Linked DNA regions of Sus scrofa: regions 2 and 3 are each linked to region 1. The links are chromatin contacts, called in public Hi-C and HiChIP or PLAC-seq maps. All regions are on one chromosome and are shown on one strand. Each heading gives the region's core, a stretch centred on a gene start, on an enhancer-like site or on the middle of the called end of the contact. The rest is flanking DNA. Distances are from core to core; before and after follow the strand shown. Region 1 overlaps ZNRF3 (E3 ubiquitin-protein ligase ZNRF3). Region 2 holds the start of ZNRF3 (E3 ubiquitin-protein ligase ZNRF3). Region 3 overlaps LOC110256860 (a long non-coding RNA gene).

What was found. Hi-C and Micro-C count contacts between places; a contact is called where the count stands out from the background. HiChIP or PLAC-seq counts read pairs in DNA pulled down with a chosen protein or histone mark.
Region 2: a contact with region 1 is called in a Hi-C map of omental adipose tissue, with 5 times the contacts expected there. The contact joins the promoter of ZNRF3 here to the enhancer-like site in region 1. A contact is called at or near these places in 5 of 5 promoter capture datasets (fetal liver, fetal skeletal muscle, liver and 1 more), 34 of 47 Hi-C or Micro-C datasets (adipose tissue, alveolar macrophages, blood and 16 more) and 2 of 2 datasets of contacts at active chromatin or transcription factors (alveolar macrophages and skeletal muscle).
Region 3: a contact with region 1 is called in an H3K27ac HiChIP or PLAC-seq map of skeletal muscle. The contact joins two enhancer-like sites.

What each region holds. Positions count from the first base shown.
Region 1 is chr14:46,225,125-46,229,298 of Sscrofa11.1, reverse strand. It overlaps ZNRF3 (E3 ubiquitin-protein ligase ZNRF3), which reads right to left. Exons shown (of 9, transcript XM_021073755.1): 3 at 864-938; 4 at 342-473. Among named protein-coding and RNA genes, the nearest start is that of C14H22orf31, 27 kb to the left of the region's middle. Within about 2 kb of position 1,413, at least 20 of the 83 cell types and tissues checked have an H3K27ac peak or open chromatin away from gene starts, as enhancers often do. A contact at or near this core is called in alveolar macrophages, epiblast stem cells, fetal liver and 3 more, where this site is marked.
Region 2 is chr14:46,090,011-46,094,102 of Sscrofa11.1, reverse strand. It overlaps ZNRF3 (E3 ubiquitin-protein ligase ZNRF3), which reads right to left and starts at 2,103. Exons shown (of 9, transcript XM_021073755.1): 1 at 1,543-2,103. The coding sequence starts at 1,842.
Region 3 is chr14:46,027,221-46,031,270 of Sscrofa11.1, reverse strand. All of the region lies in intron 2 of LOC110256860 (a long non-coding RNA gene), which reads left to right. Among named protein-coding and RNA genes, the nearest start is that of XBP1, 13 kb to the right of the region's middle. Within about 2 kb of position 1,365, at least 29 of the 83 cell types and tissues checked have an H3K27ac peak or open chromatin away from gene starts, as enhancers often do. A contact at or near this core is called in skeletal muscle, where this site is marked.

The DNA.
Region 1 (4,174 bases), core at 164-2,663:
GGAAGCTGAGTGCTGGGTATCCCTTCCCTCAGTCCCCCTCAGTGAGCCTTTCTGAGGGAGATGGGACAGAACAGAAAAGAGGACAAGAGGTTATCAAGAGAGGAGGCTGGGTGGAAGAGACATCTGGTCACAAACCATCTACCCTTGGGTGGACTTCTAGGAGAACTGGGTGAAATTTCTCCCCGGCCCCCGGCCGTATATCTGATCTAAACCCACAGGAAGCTAGGAGGCACCAGCATTTTAGCCGGAAGGAAGGCAGGAGCAAAAGGCCAAGCCCGAAGGGAATGAAGGTAAGGGTAGCAGCAGAGAAGGGGCCTGTGGCTCGCCGGGCCGAGGCTCACTCGAGGAGGGCGGTGCTGAATCTGAGCTCGAGCCACTTTCTGCTTGTTGACAATGTTCATCAGCTTGATGGCATCCGCGCCCTTTACGTACACCACCGGCCTCTTGAGCGGGTCTTCTGAGCCCTGATTGAGCTAAGGAAGAAGAGGGTCCTGGTTAGAAGACGCTATTACTTTAAGAAGCAAGAGAAAGGGAGGCTGGAGGAAAAGAATATTAAATGCCCTTTTGGAAATCCTCAAATGCTCAAAACACGACAGCCTCGGGGCTGAGGATGATGCTTGTTTTAGGATAGATCAGGACCTGAAGGGTCTTTGAAAAAGCCTCCCAACCCCTGACTTCCTGGCTTGGGACCCCTCTCGATACACTTGCCATGGAGTATGATGTGCAAACATGAATAACGAATGAGGGCAGACAGGTGCAAAGGCCCTGAGGATGATGGTGACAGGTGTGTGAGAAGCCACACCAAGTAAAGGAAGTGCTTCTCTCAGGGACACTACAGCGTGGGCCTGGCCCCAGGAGTTTACCTGATCAATAGCCTCTGGGTTTTCAGACACATCGAAGATGACCGCCGTGGCTCCCCGCTGCACCGCTCGCTTGGCCTGGCAGAGGGAAAAAGAGCAGATTGGTCCTCTGACCTTTCTGAAGCTGGCCTTGGAAATCAGACCTGTATCTGAATGCAGAAGCTGACAGTCGCCAACTTATGTGACTGGGCAAGCTACTAACTTTCCTAAGCTTCGACTTGAAAAAAAAAAGGGTGTTTGTGTGTGGGGGAATAGCACCTACCTTACACAGTTATCCTGAGAACCAAATGGGTTAAAGTGGTGAAAATAAATAAATGTGCACTCAATTAACATTTGCCTCTCTACCCAGCCTAAATGTGAAGGGCAAACTACAAATCAACCACCTGCCCTGTTAGCATAAAGGTATTGGTTTCAGTATTTTCCGCTGTGAACACAGGGCCGTCGGAAACTAAAGCAAATGCCTTTGGCCCTTCTCCTGTGGCCTTGCTTCCTCCCCATGTCATCCAGGGCTACAGTTAGAAGAGCACACTGGGTATTTCCAAGGGGATCTCAAAATGGTCAATTTTAATAACTGACATAAGCCGAAGACCATTGGAGATGCTGTCAGGGGGAAAAGCTATGAGAAGTAATTGTAAATGGGGATTTGGAGCAGTTGGCTGCCAAACTGGCTGCACATCAAAAACCACTTGGGAAGTTTGTAAAGCAGATTTCCTGGCTCAAACCACAGAGACTGATTCAGCAGGGCTGGAGTAAGGCCCAGGAAACTGAGTTCTGAAAGTTTTCTGAGGTCTTCTGATGATTCAACTACTTGGAGAACTTCTTCTTCTTCTTTTTTTTGTCTTTTGTCTTTTTTAGGGCTGCACCCTAGCATATAGAGGTTCCCAGGCTAAGAGTCGAACTGGAGCTACAGCTGCTGGCCTATACCAGAGCCATAGCAACTCGGAATCTAAGCCGCGTCTGCAAGCACACCACAGCTCATGGCAACGCTGGATCCTTAATACTTGAGGAACTTCTGATCAGAGATGAGATTAAAATATTTTAAGAACAAATGAAAAGTGGTGGGATTCTTTTTTGGAGGAATGGATTCCTTTCCATCCCGAGTGAACCTTCTAATTTCATGTCCAGCTGAGTGGACAACAGGGTAGAAGCTGAGGAAGAATAAGACATAAGAGAGCCCTTGCTTTTAGGAACCTGAATCTTGTTAGGAAAGCAAGACATCTCTAAAATGGGGGAAAATCAAAACAAAAATCAAATTTCTTATAAAACGGGCAAATATTAGCTGGTACTCAGAGATCAAGAAAGTTTCCATGGGCCAGAGAGCTTGAGAAAAAATAGAGTCTGAATTCCTTCCACAGAAAGAATCACTCCAGGTGTTCCCCTTGTGGTGCAGTGGAAACGAATCTGACTAGGAACCATGAGGTTGCAGGTTCAATCCTGGCCTCACTCAGTGGGTTAAGTAAGCTGTGGTGTAGGTCGCAGATGCGGCTCGAATCTGGCATTGCTGTGGCTCTGGCGTAGGCCGGCAGCTGTAGCTCCGATTAGACCCCTAGCCTGGGAACCTCCATATGCCGCAGGTTCAGCCCTAAAAATACAAAAAAAAAAAAAAAAAAAAAAAAAAAGAATCACTCCACTTGGATGAAAGCAACTGAGCCTTAGGCCAGAATGTGGCCAGTTCAATGGTGCCCTCAGCCCACTAGAGGGCAGTCTTATCCCACAGCTTTTATGAGACAACACCCTGTTCTTTGTACTAAGCAAGCAGCAAATCCTTGGGGATATAGCAAAGTTCTCTGCAACTTAGCCAGCTCAGGCTTCTGAATGCTGTGTTGCAGAAGCTGTTCTTGTTCTGCTGGGGACTCCTTCTCGATGAGATTTAGCGTCTTTAGTGGCTCTGCCGCTTGACCATCCCACCCGTTCCATTGCCAGCACACTGCATCAGGAGGGACTCCTGGGAGCGAGTCACCAAATCTCTTTGGGCCTCAGCCTGTCTCCCCACCTTTAAAAGGAGAAAGAAGCATGTGTCATGATGACTAGGGTGCCTTCTAGTTCCCAATCCTGGCCACTCAAGAAGGCAAGGGACTGTCCAGAGAGATGCAGAAAGAGCTGCAACGGCTGTCACCTCCTTCAGCAAGAGAGGACAGGATGGATGGCCCAGTGAGAAAGTTCGAGGCCAGGTGGGGTCATTTTCTCCACAAAGCTCACTGACCTCTGTGCGCCCTTCCCTGCCCCCACTCACTCGGGTGTTTCCCATCCTTTAGCACTGCTGCTGCTTCCATCAGGCCAGGGCAGGTCTGCTCCAGCCAGCAGGTGACCAGCAGCCCCTCAGCGGAATGTGGAATAAATGCTGTCACGGCCCTTTATTTACCTTTCCAGGGCTGCAAGACCTGAGGCTAGACCATGCCCACAGCCACCCAGACAAGTAACAAAAGTGCAAAACATCTGCATACTCACTGCTTACGAAGTACACAATTTCAAGCCCTAGAGACAGGATCTTATGTGGTCGGCACTGACTACAATGTAAGACTCCCACAGTTATTCAGTAAACGTTTATTCTAAATGAAAGCAAGCCTGGGCTGGGACCGTACTTTGGGTTCCTGCTTTCGAACACGGATGTGTTTTTCCCCTAAGGAAGTGCTTCTATCAATGTGCTTCAACATTGAATTTCTGGAGGCAAGGGGACATTCTGACCACAGTCCCATTACCACTTTGTGGGTGAGAAAACCTAAGCCTACAGTCTGCTTGGGTTTCAATTAAATTCAGGAATTCCCATCAGGAATGGACCTGGTGCTCCCTCCAGTGTGTACACATGCCCAGACTTGGGGCTTGGTCCCCCCCCATACCTACTCCACAGAGCCCTGGGGAACAGACTCCATCTCCCTCCCTGTTATTTTTCTGTTTTTTTTTTTTTTTGTCAAGCATTGGATGTGGCATCCCCAGTGCCCAATCTTTAGGGTAGGAAGACTTCGACAGAGTACAAATTTAGTGGGAAACAACCCAAAAGATGTTCAAAAATCTTTGTCCCAAATGCCTGACCAGAGGATAACTAAGGAAGCTGGACTGTTAGTGCTGATAGGAAGACTTCAAGCAGACTTTGTGTGTGTGTGGCCTCTACTGAATATAATCTCACATTCTGGTTTTTCTGTACTTATAAGCTTCCAAGGAGCTTCCATTTGTTAATCTGTTTAAGGCTGCAATATATCCCTTCACATACTCTATGCACTCATATCTTTTTGATATTTGGGCTACTGCATTTTTTTTTATTCTTATAATTAATGCCATGTTGAATGAATCTTGGCTTACATTTCCAATTTTCTTAG
Region 2 (4,092 bases), core at 854-3,353, 140 kb after region 1:
AATGGATAGTTCGGCAGACAAACTACCATGGAGAAAGAGTACAAGTTAAAACACTGCAGATAAAAATCGCAAACTTCAAAAGTCTCCTTCAAAAAGTGAAGTGCCATGTTAAAACATCTTTTCTCTTAGAAGGCTGTAAATCAAACATTTTCTAAAGGCATCAGGCTACAGTGAAAGCCTCAAAGAGAAACAAGGAGTCACAGGAGCAAGCTTTAAGATTCAAACTATGCTTGAAGGTTGTGACTGAAATGTGTAGGAATCCACAGCTTATAAATTAAAGACCATAATTACAGCAGTATCCAAAAAAAAAAGTCCAAAAGCCTTTAACATAGGTGGAGTCACAGAACTCAAACATGTGTTCCCCTTCTCTTTATCCTGCAGAAGTTTCATATGGGGATGCCAAGGACACACCTCAAAGGACCAGGCTGCACAGCTCCCCATCCTATCCATGCAGGGCTTTGAGTCTGCACCAGGGGAGGGGAAAGGAAAAGATGCTTACAGTCACTCCATTCGGTACCCTTCTCTCCATTCATTACTCATCCAAGAGTAAAGTGCAGAAGGCCCAAAGCTTAGAGCACAGCAGCCATACCCTCACCCCCACAAGGTTCAAAGACCAGCCAAGCACGTCCAATTGCCCATTCCAGGCATGCGTATTAACCGCAGTAAGTATACTGGCTGTCTACTAACAAGTTGATAAAAATCACAGCCAAAGAAGCAGGAAGGCATCTACCCACTTCACCATGTGCGGAGGCTTAGGCTAGAGTCCCTCCTCCAAAGAGCCGGGTCAGCTGAAAGCTAGCTCTCCCTTGCCAGCTTCCTTTGGAATGCACACCTCTTTCATCTGGAGCAAGGTAGAGGCCCCATCAGTGAGCGACCCTGTCTCCGGACTTCCAGGCCCTCTGCAGAAGTCCCAGCCGAGGAGCGGGCAGGCTGCCGCCCTCCCATCCTCTGTAATCTGAGGCACGCAGCGAGGGCTGCCTGCTTCGGCCACTCCAGGGCACCCGCGATCCCCACTCCTCAGTGAACTCCCGCCGCTCTCCTGCCTGCAGCTACTCGTCCAGATCCCTGCCACAGGGTCAGCGCCCAGGTGAGGCTGGCGACAGGTTCCAGGGGAGAATGTTGTGCAGACCCTCGGACAAGCCTGACTATTCCCCAAAGGAACATGCATGGGTGAGCACAGTCTGCGACCTGGAACAAGCCACCCCATCCATCATCACTTATCTTTCCAAAGTTGGCATTCAACAGGTAGTTCCCCGGACTTCCACCTGAGGCGAACCGAATGCCTCGACGGCCCAAGGGGGCTGTGAGGACCCGGGGTCCCCTCCCGCTGCCCAACCCATAAGAGGCCGAGCCCCCACGTGCGCTCGCCCCCCGCTGCGGCGCCCCGGAGGCCGCGTCCCGCCCGCCCGCCAGGGAGGGATGCCGCCAGCCTCCTCGCCGCCCCTCCCGCCCTCCCGCCCGCTCGCGGCGGGGTCGGCGGGCGCAGCCCCCGGAGCCATCTTGTGGCGGCGGCGGCGCGGGCCCCGGGCGGCGGGCAGCTACCTGCACAATCTCGCCCTCCGCGCTGAGCGTGGCCCCGGCCCGCGAGAAGCGGCCCGTGAGGCCGGTGGTGTAGGTGGTGTAGTCGCCGCTCGGGCTCGACTCGAACAGCACCACCTCCACGAATGCCGTCTCCTTGGCCCGTGCCGCGCCGGGCCCCGCGGCCGCCAGCAACAGCCCGAGCAGCAGTGGCAGCGGCGGCGGCGGCGGCAGGCGGCGGCCGCGGGGGCCGCGGGGGCGGCGGCGGAGGCGGCGGCGGCGGCGGCCCGGGGCCCCTGGGCGCCCGCCCGAGCGCGGCCTCATGGTCCTGCGGCGGGAGGGCGCGGAGGGCGGGCGCGGCCGGGCATAGTCGCGGGCCGGTTGAGGACCGAGCGCGGGCGGACGCCTACAGCCCCATTGCGGCGGCGGCAGCTGCTTTGTGGGTCGCAGGCTCGGCTCGGCTCCCCCGGCCGTCGCGCCGCGGCCCTTTCATCTGCTCCACGTGAGGGGTTATCCCCGCCCCGGCAACGTCGTGACCCGCTCTCCCCTCCCTCCCCGCGCTCGACCGCCGCTGCCGCCGGGGGGAGAGGGTAGGCGGGGCGGGCGCGCCTGCGGCGGGGGGCGGTGCCGGATGGCCAAACACGCCTCCATGTTCGCCCCGCCCTCGCCATGGCCACGCCCCTCCGGCTGTCTGCGCCCCACCCCTTTCTGTTGCTCCGCCCACCGCCCTTATAGCCACGCCCCTCGTCATAGCTCCGCCTCCACCCTCTAGCCCCACCCCCTCGACCGCGCTCCGCCCTCTGCGGCAGACATAACTCCTCACGGTTGCATGAGTTCGGCGGGAATTTGGATCGCATCCTGTTCTGGGGTGATGTGTGTCCTTTCTGGAGGCCCCACACCCCCAGTCCCTCGCAAGAGTTGTGGTCCTTTTTGGACCCCCGCCCAAATCCACAGTTCCCGGGAGCGGAGCCACCGCACCCGGCCTTCCACCCCTACCCCCACCTCCGGGATCGTAGGACTAGGGCCCCGGCGGTCTGGGGCGGTTTGCAGCTTGGCCATGCCGGGCGTGACCGGTTCTTGCGCTGGTATCGCTTAGACAGTTACTCTCAAGTCTGTGGGTATGGGAAGGGGAGAGAGGGGGGAGAAAGTCATTAAGCCGTTTGGACTCTGATGGAGATAATCTTTATGCAGCCCCAGAGGCAGTAACCGAAATGCCCCCCTCGAGAGAAGTTCTGAAATTTTGATTATTCTCTCCGTGTGCAGAAGTTGGAAGGTTCCAACACCGCCACCCTTTACGTGCAGAGGATAGCTACCAAATAAACATACCTAAGACACGTGCTCCAGGGCCTTGGGTTCCCAGTCACCCAGAAGATAAACTTTGAATTCTCTTCCGCTCTCAGCATGAGTTTTCCTTTCTCATCTATTCCTCTCTGAGAATCAAACCTTCCTTCAAAATCCAGATTCACTTCCCACTTCCTCCGTGGAGTCTTCCTTCTCTGACCAGAATGGCTTTGTTCAGATGTTTGCAAATACTTGGTTAGGATGATCTGCTTCTACTTGCTACCACACCCAAAAATATTAAAAAAAAGAAAAAAAAGAAAAAGGAAGAAAAAAAGTAAAGAAAGTGCATTGAGAATTGTCTTGGGTAAACAATTTACCAAGGTTACAATTTAAAGTAGAAAAGGTATTTTCAAAATATGGAATAGAAAATACTCTTGAGGGGAGTTCCCGTTGTGGCTCAGTGTTTAACAGATCCGACTAGGAACCATAAGGTTTGGGTTCGGTCCCTAGCCTTGCTCAGTGGATTAAGGATCCGGCGTTGCTGTGAGCTGTGGTGTAGGTCACAGATGCAGCTCAGATCCCGCGTTGCTGTGGCTCTGGCGTAGGCTGGTGGCTACAGCTCCGATTCGACCTCTAGCCTGGGAACCTCCATATGCAGCGGGAGCGGCCCAAGAAATGGCAAAAAGACAAAAAAAAAAAAAAAGAAAGAAAAGAAGAGAAAATACTCTTGAAAAAAAAACCTCACAGGTCTATGATGCTGCATTTGGACCACTCGGAACTTCTGCTCAGGAAGGATACCCCTGGGAAAACAGGGCTTTCTGAGCATGGTGCGTTTTTAGTTTCTCCAGAACCAAGCCTAACCAGTGCTGACCAGACTGGGCAACATCAGTCATGATGGCGGTCTCCCTCTGCTGGAAAAGTCCAGTCCTTAAGGGAGATGTCAGTCACTACAGCTGTCATGACACTTTGCACTATTTGAAATTCAAGGTCACCACCAATTGATGAATGGATAAACAAATGTGGTATAGCCGTACAATGGCATATTCTTCCCCAGGGAATGAGGTACAGATGCGTGCTATAACACAGATGAACCTTGAAAACATGCTAAGTGAAAGAAGCCAGTCACAAAGAACCACATAGTAGCTAATTCCATTTATATAGAAATGTCCAGAATAGACAAATCTACAGAGACAGAAATTAGATTAGAGGTTGCAAGGGACTGGGGGGAGGCAGGAATAGGTAGTGATTGCTAACGGGTTTCTTTGGGGAGTGATAAAAATGTTCCAGAATTAG
Region 3 (4,050 bases), core at 116-2,615, 200 kb after region 1:
TCCCCAATAGCTACAACAAGCCAAAGGAAAGGACTCTGTGGCCAAGGTGGAATATCCTAGAATTCTATGGTGCATTCCGACTCTGATTTCTTGACAACCCTATAAGATGGGTCCTACTACTATTCTTGGATGAATAATAGAAAAACAGAGGCTCTGAAAAGTTACAGACCTGTCTAGGGTTACAGTGTTTGTAAGTAGTGAAGCTCACACTTGAACCCAGGCAGTGAATTCTACCCTCTACTGTCTACCCAAGAGGTCTCACTGCCCAAGGCAAACTAGCCTCTGCAACCAGATTCCTGTGACATGCAGTTGATTTACTCCACTTCCAAATGAGAAACAGAGAAGCCACCTGTTAATAAAGGCAGCACCAGGACCAGTGGTCAGGAACCCTGGCTTCTGGCTCTCGGCTCCTGGCTCCCATCCTGCAGACACCTTCTTCTGTTTGCCTCTCAAAGTGAGGCCTCACTGGGAACTCTGCATGCCCTGCCTGGGCCTCCAGCTGCTGTTTACTCAGCTAGGTGTGGGCTCTGCCTGGCTCCCAGTCTGCTGTTTGCACAGTAAATGTCACCCAGTCTATTCCCCCACTCAAGGACAGGAACAGAGACTGAAAGGAGCATTCCTTTGCTGGTTTCAGACACCTTGAGTTAAGTTTTCAGTTTCTATCTAATGAAATGCAAATCACTATGGTGGGGGTCATCTCAGAAGCATCTTGTCCTAAAAGTGATAGGCCAGGCCTGGGACCTTTCCATGTCTGTGCAACCTCCAGGAAACCAGACTGAAGTCACAGGGATTTACGTTTCAATCTCACTTCCACCACGGGATAGTTGCAGGACCTTGGGCTTAACCTCTCAGAGCCCCATGTTCCTCCTTTGAGAAATGGAGCCAATTCCTACCTTGCAGAAATAAAAGAGAGAGAAGATGCCAAGCACTTTGCACCATGAGCCTGGCAAATGTCCCATACTTGTTAGCTAATGTTCCTTATAATGACTTCTTTCATACATCTTCATGCTGGTTTCTTTGAAAATAAGGGGAGCTTTACAAGCAAGGAGGACACAACAAGGCTTTCTGCTCTTAGTTACTCTGATTTCCTATTACCTGGCTTCTTCCAGAAAAAGCTTCCAAGAACTTTTAGACTCAGAGTAAACAAACAAGGGAGATTTTAATCAGTAAAACAGATGTGCAGATTACATCTTTCTCAGGAAGGCCGCTGCCTACAGCTCCAAGCAAATCCACTCAATCAGTAACTTTACCTCCCCGATCGATTTCCAACCAGCAGTTCCTGTTTTTGAACCAGGATATGCAAACAAGAGCACTTACTGGAAGGGAGGGTTCAGGGCCTCTCAGATTTCGTCAGCTGCCCACTCTCCCAGGAGAGCAGGTGGGACCAGTCTAGCCAGCAGCCAAAGCCTGAAGGCAAACTCCACATTTCAAGGTCTACAGGGCCTCTTCCTTTTGAGTTTTTTATTTCAATGGGATACACAGAAGAAATGCCAAGGAGGAAACAGGGTGGATTTACAGTTGCCAAGCCAAGTGGGGTACGGGGGAAAAAAAACAAGATGAAGTGGAAAAGGTCAGCTACCTCACTGTGCAAAGTGAGGAGGTGGGGGAGAGCTACAGCCGGGCCACAGCCTCAGCTCTTAGAACCCTGGGTTCCCAGCCCACTTCCTGACCCCAAGAGATAACCTCTCCCTGGGCCTCCAAGGGGAAGCGACAACATCACCCAAGCTCAGGCACCTGGAGTCCCTTCAGGTTTCTTTAGGGAGAGAAGCAGAGAGAGGAACGGGGGAGAGGGTGTGAAGAATTTAAAGCCAAACAAGCGAAGTGTGGGCATGGGAGGGAAATCCTCCCTCTCTCTCTTTCTCCTCCCTTCATTTTTAGAGAAAAGCTCTTGGTTAAAACAAAAATATTAAGGAAGTCTTGAAGGGGGCTAAGGATGAGGGTAGGCAAAGGACAAGGGATGTTCCAGGAAGTTGAAATAAGTTTACAGAAATCCAGGATCTTTTTATCCACTTAGTCTCCGGAAAAGTAGCAGGTGTTAAAGGTTGAATATATATGTTAGTTTCAGGTCTTTTTTAGCACCCGATGAGCTATTTACTGCTTTCTAGAGATTCTAGGGCAAGAGCCAGGTGGCAAGTAGCCTCTCTAGTGTGGAGAAGGGACAGCGGGAAACATAAAGCTCAATCCTGTGCAAACTCCTACTCATTCTTCAAAGCCCTCACAAACACTGCCTCCTCTATGAAGCCTTTCCTATGGCCTTCGCTCCTCAGTACCACCCTTAAGAGCTGGTTACAGTTAAACTGCATTAGAATTATTTATTGTCTCTCTCCTCTTTTAGATGCTGGTCCCTGAGAAAAGATAAAGGTAGCACAGAGTTCAGGATGAATGAATGACTTCAAATCAAGGTTTTCTGGCTGTGGTTTTGACCATGATCTTTGGAAATATCAGTTTATTTCACGTGTACACACACATTTTTTATAAAATCGTTCAATGCAAATGGTTGAGCACAGGTGAAGGGGGGAAGTTACCCAGTGGCCTAGTGGGTTAAGGATCCAGCATTGTCACTGCTGTGGCTCTGGTCACTGCTGGGGTGCAGGTTCCGTCCCTGGCCTGGGAATTTCTGCATGCTGCAGATGCAGCCAAAAAAAAAAAAAAAAAAAAAAAAAATTAGAGGAGTTCCTTTAGAAAACCGCTTTTAATTTCCCCATCAAATTTTTAAGTAAAACTTAGATAATCCTCTTCCTGTAAGCCTGAACAATTTTTGATGAAACATGTCAATTGAGAAATGTTTATTCCCATCCAAGTCCTTTCGAGTCTGGCTATCTTTTCTTCCCCTTTCTCTGTTCCAGAATTTAAGAAAGATTTAGATTCATTTGCCCCTTCAGTTGTAAAGTAGCCTGGTCACCTAGGACTCCTGCCCCCAGACTGTATCTCTGGGATGTCAGAGAATCGGCACCTGTCCCTGGACAGAGCTGCCCTGGGTGGTGTCTGAGGCTGGTCTAAGTAGAAAATGCAATCACTGGTCGCAAGCAGGGATAGGGTCCATGAAGCAGGAGATATATCACAGTGAAGCACACCCGGTGAGTTTTCCCCAGTGGCTCCCTCCCTCAACCAAAGAACAAAATGCATTTATCCATCACACAGACCGTGACCTCCCATGAGATTCCAGGGGTGGGATTTGGATTATGCCACACGTGGGGACAAGTGGCTTGTGGGAGCCATCCTACACAGACCAGGTGAGCCAGGCTGCGGGGTCGGAGGTGGAGGGGGGTTGGGAAAGAAGAGGTTGGGGTCTGCAATTTTAAAAAGGGACCTTAGGGGTTCTCTTGTGGTGTAGCGGGATAAGGATCCTGCATTGTCACTGCAGCAGCTGAGGTCACTGCTGTGGCATGGGTTCAGTCCCTGGCCAGGGAAATCCCACATGCTGGGAGCAAGGCCAACTAAATGAATAGATAAAAAGGGACCCTATTGGTTTGTACGAAATACAATCATTTTGCATTTGAACACAAGTTGTATCTTCCAGCCTAGACTTCTGAGAACTGTGGAAGTTCTTGGCTAGCAAATATCAAAAGATGGGAGGAAAGGAGTTCCCTAGTGGCTCACTAGGTATTGTCACTGCTGTGGCTCGCTGCAGCCGTGGCACAGATTCGATCCCTGCGCCCTGGAACTTCCGCATGCCATGGGTGTGGCCAAAAAGAACAACAACAACAACAAAAAATGGAAGGGAGAAAGACTAATGGGAAACTAGGAAGAATGCAGGAATGGCACTTGGCAGTGAGGTGGATCATCCTTGGTAACATGGATCATCCTTGGTAACAATCACACTTATCACGCATTGCCTGCTTCTTGGTGTCATGAACTGTGTTTAATATATTATCTTGGTCAGTGCTTGATTCTCATTTTACCAACAGGGGAACTGAGGGTCAGAGGGGTTAAGTAACTTGTCCGAGGTTCCCTAACTAGTACGTGTTTGAAAACCTGTCCAGTGTCTGTACATCACAAGCCTAGGGTCCTAGTCCCCAGGTTGTAAGGACCGTTCTTACAGTGGAAGCT